Linked DNA regions of Mus musculus: region 1 is linked to region 2. The links are chromatin contacts, called in public Hi-C maps. All regions are on one chromosome and are shown on one strand. The core of a region is the stretch at or near the end of the contact, and the rest is flanking DNA. Distances in the headings are between cores, read along the strand shown. Region 1 has its middle 80 kb from the start of Api5. Region 2 has its middle 42 kb from the start of Api5.

Region 1 (5,474 bases), core at 1,979-4,478, 37 kb before region 2:
TGAGGCCATGGCTTCTGGTGAGTGGACCATGCTCCAGTATGAGGCCCCACACCTAGGAGTATATAGAAAGCACAAATTGGTTATTTTTAAAAGAAGAATATAGCTGGGCATGGTGGCGCACACCTTTAATCCCAGCACTCTGGAGGCAGAGGCAGGCGGATTTCTGAGTTTGAGGCCAGCCTGGTCTACAGAGTGAGTTCCAGGACAGCCAGGGCTACACAGAGAAACCCTGTCACGAAAAAAGGAAAGAAGAAGAAGAAGAAGAAGAAGAAGAAGAAGAAGAAGAAGAAGAAGAAGAAGAAGAAGAAGAAGAAGAAGAAGAAGAAGAAGAGGAAGAGGAAGAAGGAGGAGGAGGAGGAGGAAGAGGAGGAGGAAGAGGAGGAAGAAGAAGAAGAAGAAGAAGAAGAAGAAGAAGAAGAAGAAGAAGAAGAAGAAGAAGAAGAAGAAGAAGAAGAAGAAGAAGAAGAAGAAGAAGAAGAAGAAGATATGAGTTAGGAATAGAGAGGTAAGGAGAACTGGGGGTCTGGGAGGAATTGGGAAGAGGAGTGAGGGCAAATACGATTAAAATACATGAAATTCTCAAATATTTTTAGAAAATGAGAAAAAAAGACAAAAGGAAAAATCCTAAAGATTATTTTCTTAAGGCTAGAGAGTTGGCTCAGTGACTAAGAGCACCACCATGGCATGACTTTTGTCTCTATTCCACCCAGGTTCATAGGTTAGAAAAAAGCAAGTGCAATATTATCCTCACAGCCAAGCAACTGGTAGCCAGAGACTGCTCTTCCACAGGACCCAGGTCAGTGCCCAGAGGCCATGCCAGGCACCTCCCAGCCACTGCTAACTACAACTCCACTGGAATCCAATGACTGACATCCGGACAGTAAAAATAAATCTTTGTTTTAAAGACTGCTTTCCAAAACTGGCTATGATAACCAATCAAAAATATATATTTTCATATTCACCCATTTTGAAAGAAGAAACAGAACATAAGTTTAAAGCCCTTACCAAAAATCCTCAGTGACCTACAGCTCAAAATTCAGAATTGTTTTACTTTTTTTTTTTGAAATGGAATCATGTATTGCAGGCTGGTGTGGAGCTCACTATTAACTAAAAATAGCTTTGAATGTCTCATCCTTCCTCATACTTAGTTCTAGCATTAAGGTGTGCACCATTGTGCCTCATTTATACGTGGGGGGGGCTGAACTCAGTGCTTCATACATGCTAGAACAAATGCTCTTCCAACTGAGCTACCTCCCCAGGCACTGTTACACACTTTAGAAAAAAACTAAATTATACATTATATAGCATCTCTAAAAGGATTGAGATATCACAAATAATCTAACATGTTTCTACTTATGCATGAAGATCTACTAGTATTCACATTGACTGGAACAAAGCCCACGAGTAGCTTCACAAGATCTTGGGAAACTTCAGATGAAATCAGATCAGACAGAAGGTTCCAAGGAGCCAGGTAGGTTCCAAGAAAACAGTTTTCTTGATCTTTGGATTTCCAGATTTTGAATATGACACTGTGGAGTTAAATTTATTGAGCAGGAGACATTCTGCATGCATTAAAATTTAATCTTTACACTAAAGCTCTGAGGAACGCTTTATTAGTTCCATTTTATACGTGAGCAAATGTAAGCTGAAAGAAATTAAAGAACATGAGTAAGGTTATGCATCAGCGAGGGGTAGGTAACCAAGGATCGAAGCAAGCCTTTTGGCTTCTGCGGCCTGTGGCTCCAGCTAACATTGCTTCTTCCCAGAGGAACGCCACTGTGGCACGACTTCTGTCTCTATTCCATCCAGGTCCATAGATTGTTAGAGAAAACAAATACAATATTATTCTCACAGCCCAAACTGGTAGCGGGAGATTGCTGCACATTCCAGAATGTGGTGACGGCAGGGACTTCTAAATTGTTCCATTTTAGGCATGAGAAATAAGTCGAATTCCCCCACCCCGCATCCCCACAACAGCATGCCATCTTGGTGCCTCTGCTGAAAAGCTGCTTCCTTTCTGCTTCCAGTCTGTCCTGACTGTTACCTAACAGTTATCAATTGATAGAGATCATAGATCTCCACTCCCTACAACTGGCAAGAAAAGAATTAGCAACATTTCGCAGACTAGCCCCCCTTCTGATTTTTCCCACTGTTTTGACTGATGAAAGACTTTTAAGAATCTGAGAGATGGAACAGGCTCTGTCTGTCATCCAGTCAAACCATTTCAAGGTTCATAAAGATTTAAAGACCTGATTCATATCTATGTATCACTTCGTAGGCCTTTCATTGCATTCATTTATAACTAAAAGAAAAATAAACCGAGAAAACTAAATGTGTCTTAAAAGCAGCAAACAACCTCTGCTGTCAGGGGCAGAGTCTGGGGACTACAAGAAATATCAAAGGTGACCTGAGATCTACCCTGCCAAGCAGTGTGCAATCAACTTGCCTGTCTGCAACAATATGAAATCCTTGTCACCATACGGCTTTACAGATTTGCATGACTTTACAGATCACTGGGCATTCTTTAAAAGAAGCCAACTTGCTGGGTATGGTGGTATGTGTCTGCACTCTCATGTCGCAAGAGACTGAGACATGAGAATTACCACACATTCGTGGCCAGCTGGAACCATATAGCAAGACCCGGCCTCAAAAACTTGCTTAAAAGGAGCCAATATGTCATGTATGGACATCAATTCTATTTGCAGTACTGGCTTATCCAGTGACATTTTTATCCCAAGAATGATTCTATCCCCAAAATTGGCTGCCTGTTTGGACAAGATAAGTTCCATACTGTTAACCTATGTTAAAGACAGATGGAAGTATGCAAAACAAACAAAGGCCCTGCACTGAGATGTGCCAGTGTGTTATACAGTAATGAATCTGACCCCATGAGTAAGTCAGCCAAAAGACACCAGATTATGAAAATGATTTCACACTAAACAGTGGTGTAGAGCTTTAACTCTGCCATTTATCAAATCAGCATGACCTTGGGCAACTTATCTATTATTTCAAAATTGTTCATATTGAATATGTATTACTCTCGTGGTGAGAAAACAAATTTGTTGGCAGATTTTTTAAAATGCCTTTGCATCTAAGGTTGAATTATGCGTTATACACATGTAAGGGTATCCAAAGGTCATGAAAAACAAATGCACAAGGGGAAACTATCCCAGAGAAAGGGTGTGAGCCAACACTGCCCCTAACAAATCTCTCATTACAATGAGTTTCTTTTTATTCATCAACAAAATACCTGCCAGCAAGATAGCTGTGAGATGTATATTGTTTTGTTTTGTTTTTCTTAAATCCACCCTTTTACTCAGTGGCAAATACATATTTAAAAATAATGGCTATTGTTTTTATTATAAGTATAATGACTTTATGTTTTCTTCAAATTCTAATTCAAAGCAGTTTATAATGGGAAGAAGGAACAATATTTTATTTTTTGCAATCTATGGATTTACTTTCCTGAACACATTAAGTCCCAACTCTCTCCTCCTGTAGAACAAGCCATCTGTTAACTTTGGATTCAGCTGAATTGAAACAGCCTGTATGCAGGTGAAATCCAGGATGTCTACTCAGGAGGAACCCAGACACCAAAGAAAACCCAATCTGGTGCTTGAGACTGACTTGGCAGGTTAAAAATCATATAGGGAAGGAAAGGCTGCAGACAGAGAGACTTTGGTGCCTAGCTGTATGATAAGGTCATTAAGGCACGGAGACAAGAATGCAGTGATGATAATAGTTGTGATGCTGATGCTGATGACAGTGATGGTGATGATGGTGGTAGTGATAATGCCACTGATAGTGGTGGTACTGACAATAACACTGATGTAACCATTCCTGTTGTCAGTGATTTTAAAGCACCTCCTGGGAGAAGAATGGCCTGGCAAGACCTTCTGCAGTTCAACATAAAAACAGAAGTGTGGCTCAACCTGATTTTACTCAGTGATAGTCACTCCTTCTGAAGTGTTTGGCTAGCAAATGTTAGCTTGTTTACAGTATAATTACAGCCCTCAGCTCTAGTGAACCAAAATTTGAGGACAGAATAGGGTTTTATTACCTACAGACAATGAACATATATGTGCATGATGCCACAAGAGCTGATGGATATGCCTGTCCACATTTGTAGGAAGACAGAGGAGAGAAATTTGCTTTGAAGCTTCATCACTGAAAATCTATGACCACTGCAAAATCCTGTTTCTATTGCATGAATGAGAAAGGGGCCCCTTCAGGGGAGCTGCAGTCACAATGGAACACTGCTGGACTAGGGTCAGTTACCTAGGAATAAATTGGGAAAGGACATCTGCCTATTATACAGATGAGGACAGCTTGATGGCAGTACATGACTCTGCAAACAAGACACAGTGTCAGCTCTCTCTTGACTCTTGCTTAGGTACCCTCATGGAAGGCGCAATATGAATAGTGCATGCAATGGCCACAGCTGGGATATCTAGTTGCCTTGGAGACTAGAGTTGTCCTAGAAGATACCATGATGCTCTGGAACACGCTGTTCTGACAGCTGCTGACAAATATATCCTGAGATACAAGCCTTCTGGAGGACAGAGACAGTGGTCAGCTCTCAGCCCTTCACTTGGTGGCAGAGGCAGACTATTCAATGTTCATGAAGAAATGAGATCCAAAAAAAGGGAAACTAATATCTCAGAAATGGTGGAAGCCAGCCCAATGTAGGCAAATGCCTTTAGTTATATTCCTAATGTGTGTCATCAGAATTAATTTGTAGAGATCGGGAAGTGTTATTAGGGCTGCAGGGAACCAAAGGAAGCCAGTTTCTACGGTCTAGGGTGATACTGTATTTAAAACAAGAGAATTTAAAAGGTTCTGTGTGTGTGTGTGTGTGTGTGTGTGTGTGTGTGTGTGTGTGTGTGTATAATTTGGAGCTGTGATTAAAGGATGGACCATCCAGTGATTGCCATATCCAGGGATCCATCCCATAATCAGCTTCCAAACGCTGACACCATTGCATACACTAGCAAGATTTTGCTGTAAGGACCCAGATATAGCTGTCTCTTGTGAGACTAGGCTGGGGCCTAGCAAACACAGAAGTGGATGCTCACAGTCAGCTATTGGATGGGTCACACGGCCCCCAATGGAGGAGCTAGAGAAAGTACCCAAGGAGCTAAAGGGATCTGCAACCCTATAGGTGGAACAACAATATGAACTAACCAGTAGCCCGGAGCTCTTGTCTCTAGCTGCATATGTATCAAAAGATGGCCTAGTCAGCCATCACTAGAAAGAGAGGCCCTTTGAACTTGCAAACTTTATATGCCCCAGTACAGGGGAACGCCAGGGCCAAAAACGGGGAGTGGATGGGTAGGGGATTGGGGGGTGGGTATGGGGGACTTTTGGGATAGCATTGGAAATGTAAACAAGGAAAATACCTAATTAAAAAAATAAAATAAAATAAAATAAAATAAAAACTATGTCTGTTTCTATTTCTCTTTCTCTCTGTCTCT
Region 2 (5,379 bases), core at 2,046-4,545:
GAAAATGTTTGAAGAAAAAGAGGTTTATTCAAATGTCTTAAGTCAATGAAATACTTGCCTAATTAGGAGAAAGCGAAAGAAGATGTTATGATACTGTTTTGTTGCATTAGTTATTGTTGCTGGAATAAAGCCTCAACATGATGTGATATGTGGAAGAATTTATTTTAGCGGCCAGTTCTGGAGGAGGAGTCTATAATGGCAAGGGAGACCTGGCAGCAGGCAGCCTGTACCAGAAGCTGGAAAATCACATCTTGAACCACAGACATGAAGCAGAGAGAATGAACTGGAGGTGAGATGAATCGATGGTCTTCAAAGCCCCCCTCAGTGATGCCCTTCCTCCAGCAAGGCTACACTTGCTAAGGGTTCAACAAACTCTCCAAACAGAGCGGCCATTCCATTAAAACCACCATATGCATACTCAGCAAACTCAGAGGTTCCAATCCCAATTCTGACACTTTGTAGTCACATGACCTTTGGCAAGCAGATGTACTGTGTGTCGTTTTCTCCATCTACAAAATGGGATCATAGTAACTTGTTCTTAACTTTTGGGGCATTGTAAGGATCAAATATACTAAATACTATAAAAATCAACCAAGTCAGGTGTGCTACAAGCACCCAGTAAGTATTGGTTCTATTATGACTATTGCTCTACCAGCTGATAATCTAACTGTGACTTCACAAAAGAAACAGAGGACACAATCACCGGGTAGAGGTCTATCCCATTGCTTCTGGAAAGCTGTAACTACAAACATGCAGAAAAAGGTTTGCTCTCTTGGGGAGCCAGTAACATTTCTTTAAGATAAATGTTATGTTCTAAGAGTCACTATGAAAAAGAAAAAAAACAGTGTCCCACAATCTCACCAATGCTGTAAAGTGTTAATGTCTGTTTGAGGCCTTGGGCCATTTTGTAGGATGGACCAATGAAAGGACTCATCTCCAGAAATGGAAATCCAGGCCACCAACCATGAAGAAACTCAGCAGGAAGAAAGATGATACAATTTTGAAACTCAAGGATTGGCAGAGCCGTTAAACTGTGCCACACAGTGAGGCTCCTTTGCAGAAGGGGCCAATCCAGTGAAATGCTCCCAGCTAGCCTTTGTTGTCTCATGTTTAGGTAAGTGGCTGAACTGAAAGGCCACAAATCCCCTCTGAAGTTGTCTCAGAGGTGAATACGTGTCAGGTGAAGAAAAATGTTAGAGGAGAAGGAGCCGGGCTCCCACTTGCAGGGCTCCATCAGTTTCTCCACCCAGCAGCCATTTGGTTTCCGTGAGCATATGCACCCTTCTCCTCCTGTCCACATACAAACGCCAACCATGAGGTTTGTGTGGAGGTAGCTTCCCTCTCCTGCTTACCTCAGTCAGTTCTAGACTAAATTCTAGAATCAAGCATGGACGATGATAACATCCCATCCTCCAGACTAAACCTGATTGGCTCAGGGGAAAGCCACCTGACTCCTCCCATCATATCTAGGTAACCAGAAAACTCCCAAGGCTTGAGGCTATGGAGTGTGACATCAATACCTTGTTCCTGGAGGATCTGCAGGGCATAAAACAGTGCTGCCATTGCATGTGGAAAGCGTAGGGCAAGCTTCCAGATGAAAAGACTTGGTTCTTCTGGTCAGAATAAAACTCCAGCCAGGAGGAACAGCACACACCTGTGGTCCCGGCACTGAGGAGGCTGAGGCAGGAGGATCGCAGGGCCAAGCCTAAAGTGGGTCATATAGTAAGAGCCTGTCTCTAACAAAATGGAAAAGTAAGAGGGGGAGGAAAGTCAAGAAAAGGAGGGGTATGGGAAGGTGCTATGCACACTCTAGTCCTTGTTCTGGTCCAGATTTGTGTGGTCTGTTTAGCCAACTTTCCTGTGATCTCACAGGCTTAGAAACCCTCCTTTCTGACTAATTGTACTTTTGACACCTAAAAGCAAAAGGATTATGATTGACATTTCCCTAAATCCTGAGTAAAAGCCTATCAACATCTTTACAAGTTGTATGAGGTTTAGGTTGGAGCAGTGGCTCCGTGGTTAAGAGCAGCAGTGGCTGCTCTTGGAGAAGATTCGGCTTGGGTTCCCAGTACCAGAATGGGTTCACAATCCATAACTCCAGTTCCAGGAAATCCAACAGCCTCTTCTGGCCTCCACAGGCACAGAAGAATACAGTCTATAGGCACTGAGTGTATATATTGTATATACACACAGACTTATGCACATAATTACACATACAAACAAAACTTTGTAATAATTTTTTTAAATTTGTGGATAGGAAAGCATTGAGTCCACCTTCAGAACCCTTTCTGGGTGGGCGAGGTGGTTCTGTGGATGAAGATGCAGCCTGTGTGGCTGACCACTGAGGGACCCGTGTGGTAGAAGGAAAGGAATGTCCTTTTATTTCCACAGGCGCACCACGGCACACTCATTCACACACACACACACACACACACACACACACACCCCACAAAGTAAATAAGGAAAATGTCATTTAAATCTCAAGCCTTCTTAGCTGCTTTTATGAAAGAGGAGATGATGAGCTAACTGTCTCTAAAGTAAAGCCTCTAGGGACCAGCAGAGTCCCAGGCTTGCTCTTCAGTTCCTGATTCATCATTGAGCAGCCCCTCCAGTCTCTTCTAGCGCAGACTTTGCCCATTTATAAAATAAAGGAGCAGATGACAAGACTTCAGAGACCCTTTCAAAACCAGAAGAGTCTAGATTTAAGTTTCACTTTCTCAAAGTCAATTGCTTCTGAGCTATCAAGATTTGTCGATATTTGTCTGGCGTCGAGTATTGTTTTCTAAACTCCTCCTTCCTAGTCTCCTTTATTTTGGACTGGAAGCTGACAGACACTGGGCTGGCATCTGAACCTCTCCCATCCTTTCTTCAATTAAATCCAGCACTTCCTGGAAAGTAGCCTAGGCAGCAGAGAAAGGATTAACAAGCCTTGCTTAACGCCATGATAAGACTTAATGGAGGAACAGCATGCTCGGATGGCTTCTCTAGAGAGAAAGGAGTTTAACAGGAAAAAGAGATTCACCTGGCTGGCTAAAGACACCTATGCCTATGAGAAGAGGGTGCAGAGACTAGCCTGGGGTTGTACTCACTGATGAGAGTCGTCAGTAAGGGCACTTGGAATGTGCTCGTACCAATCTGTAGGGAGCAGATGTCACCTGGAGCTCAGAGCCCGGGATTTGAGCCAAGGTTGAAGAAGGAGTCAGGAAAAACCGTAGTGACAAATCAGTCGAGCCAGCGGCCGTGTCAGCGCTAAGATGGCATGCTTGCTTCCCGACTTCGCAGCCAGCTTTGCTGTGAGAAGACTTGGAAGGAAGGAGAAAGGAAAATGGCACGTGCCAAGCAAGCAGACAGCGGTGGCCTGCCACAGAAGAAAAGCGCGTTTAATCACAGCCCCCATACTTTCTCTTACTGACTAACGGCAGAGGGAAGCGCCTAATGAAGTTACTGCTCTGCTGACTGAATTTGTGATTTTTGGCTTGTAAACATCCACTGTTGAGCGCTCACTTGTTTACTGAAGCTGCCTGGTAGAGGCGGATTCCACAGTTAGCTCATTCATCCATCGAATCTAGCTGAACACTGAAAGTCAACTAACCAAGGCGAACGGGCTTTGGTTGTATGAACACCCCAGGCCAGAGGGTATTAATAAATCTAAAGAAGAACAAATGTCGGCGATAGTGAAGAAGACAGAACTATCTACAGCAGAAAAGAAGGCAGGAAAAGACAGATAAAACCACTCGGGTCCTAACCCACAGCCCCTACTGCCATATCTTGAATGTCACACCTCATTCTTGCCCTTCTGACCTTCAGGGCTACTCTCAGCACAAATCACAGACTTTAAATCTACCCTTAGCAGGTTCACCCAATGGTGCATCACTTGCAGTCACAGGACCCCAGAGTGCCGCAGAGGTCAAAGAGAACAGATGAGAATCGAGTCTACTTTGTAGGTGGGAATTGAATCTGCTTCATTCCAAGGGCTGGAACTCTGAGAAGACAATGGATTAACAGCCTGAAAATCTCATCTGCCTCTGACAGATTCTACAGGAAATAGGATTAGAGAGGGCCAACAGCAGAGCGCTCACCCCTGTGCTCTGGTGGTCAGCCATCATCTTGAGACTTGGGGTGTCTGTGCCTCTCTGGTTCTCAGCACTGTGCTTTCCCTTGGCTCTATAGATGTCTGGACCTGGGCACATCATGAAACACTGAGCCAAGTTTGTTTCTGATGGTTCTCAACCTTCAGGGGCCCCTAGACTGGGATAAGGTTAATGCAGAACAGACCCGAACAGTATGTCCTGCACTCCTACAACCTAAGTGTGAACGGGTGTCTTTATTAGATGAGCCGGCCCATCAACCAACACTGCGATCAAATATGTTAGAGAAATGTGTTGGCTTGTTTTTCCAGAAGTGTTTTTTTTTTTTAGAAGCAGGTGGCCCCATTGGAAGATAAGTTCACCTGTGTCCTCAGAGCCCATGGCTACACCCCACCTCCAGAGGCTACAGCTGCTGCCTTCTGCATGAGTCAGCTGGGATGTAGCATGCAGCAGGCAGTGAGGGAGCCGGGAGCACTTTAAGGCGTTGGGAGGGGGGAGCCAGGAGAAAGCTAACTAATAGCTTGCAAGCGTGTCTTCTAAAGAGTGTGTTAACCAAACAAGCTGCCATCCCCTAATCCCTCCCACTCCTGCCTGAATGTACACTAATTGAAAATTAAGTTTTCAATTTGAAACCATTTTCTAATTCTGTCTCATTCAGGAGCAGTTAGAGCCCCGGTGTTCTCCTGAATTCCCAACGTGCTTTTCCTGCACTCCCTCAGGAAGGCAACAAAAGCGGCTTGTCAACACATAACCGAGAGCAGCAGGTGGAGAGCAGGAGTCATGGGTGGGAGCCAAAGACAGGAGGCCTGACCCTCCCTCCTAGGACTCCTGCTGACCTGGGCTGGACAGGAAATGTGCTTCTCTGGCCTCCATCTACCCAGTTTGCCAGAGTTGCAGGACAGTAAATGGAACTCTGTCATCATCCTTTGTCTAGTAGGTTAAGAAAGCCCAAGGCAATAAGAGAATTTCCTTGTGGGCAGGTTAATCCTGGAGCCCTGTTCTCTAAGGCTCACTAGCCCTGGTGACTGACCTATTTAAAAGCAAAAGGACAGCAGCTTAATGGGGGCTGGGGACTAAGTTCCTTTGGACTCAGATACTTAAAAAATGAAAACAAAATAAGTTCATTAGTTACTTTTCTCGTTGCTATGACCAAATCCCTGACCAAGGGCAACCTAATGGAGGAAAAATTTGCTTTGGCTTATAGTTTAAGAAAGCCCACCATCCTTCATGGCAGGAAGGCACAGTAACGGGAGCAGGAGGGAGCTGGTGATGTTGCAAGAAGCAGAGAGCA

What was found. A called contact is a pair of places that touch in the nucleus more often than the background predicts.
Region 1: a contact with region 2 is called in a Hi-C map of cerebellum, with 2.3 times the contacts expected there. The contact joins two enhancer-like sites. A contact is called at or near these places in 1 of 15 datasets of contacts at CTCF or cohesin (large pre-B cells), 4 of 484 Hi-C or Micro-C datasets (brain, cerebellar granule neurons, cerebellum and 1 more) and 2 of 115 datasets of contacts at active chromatin or transcription factors (embryonic stem cells and large pre-B cells).

What each region holds. Positions count from the first base shown.
Region 1 is chr2:94,515,260-94,520,733 of GRCm38.p6, reverse strand. No RefSeq gene overlaps it. Among named protein-coding and RNA genes, the nearest start is that of Api5, 80 kb to the right of the region's middle. Within about 2 kb of position 3,228, at least 4 of the 459 cell types and tissues checked have an H3K27ac peak or open chromatin away from gene starts, as enhancers often do. A contact at or near this core is called in cerebellar granule neurons and cerebellum, where this site is marked.
Region 2 is chr2:94,477,952-94,483,330 of GRCm38.p6, reverse strand. No RefSeq gene overlaps it. Among named protein-coding and RNA genes, the nearest start is that of Api5, 42 kb to the right of the region's middle. Within about 2 kb of position 3,295, at least 6 of the 459 cell types and tissues checked have an H3K27ac peak or open chromatin away from gene starts, as enhancers often do. A contact at or near this core is called in cerebellar granule neurons and cerebellum, where this site is marked.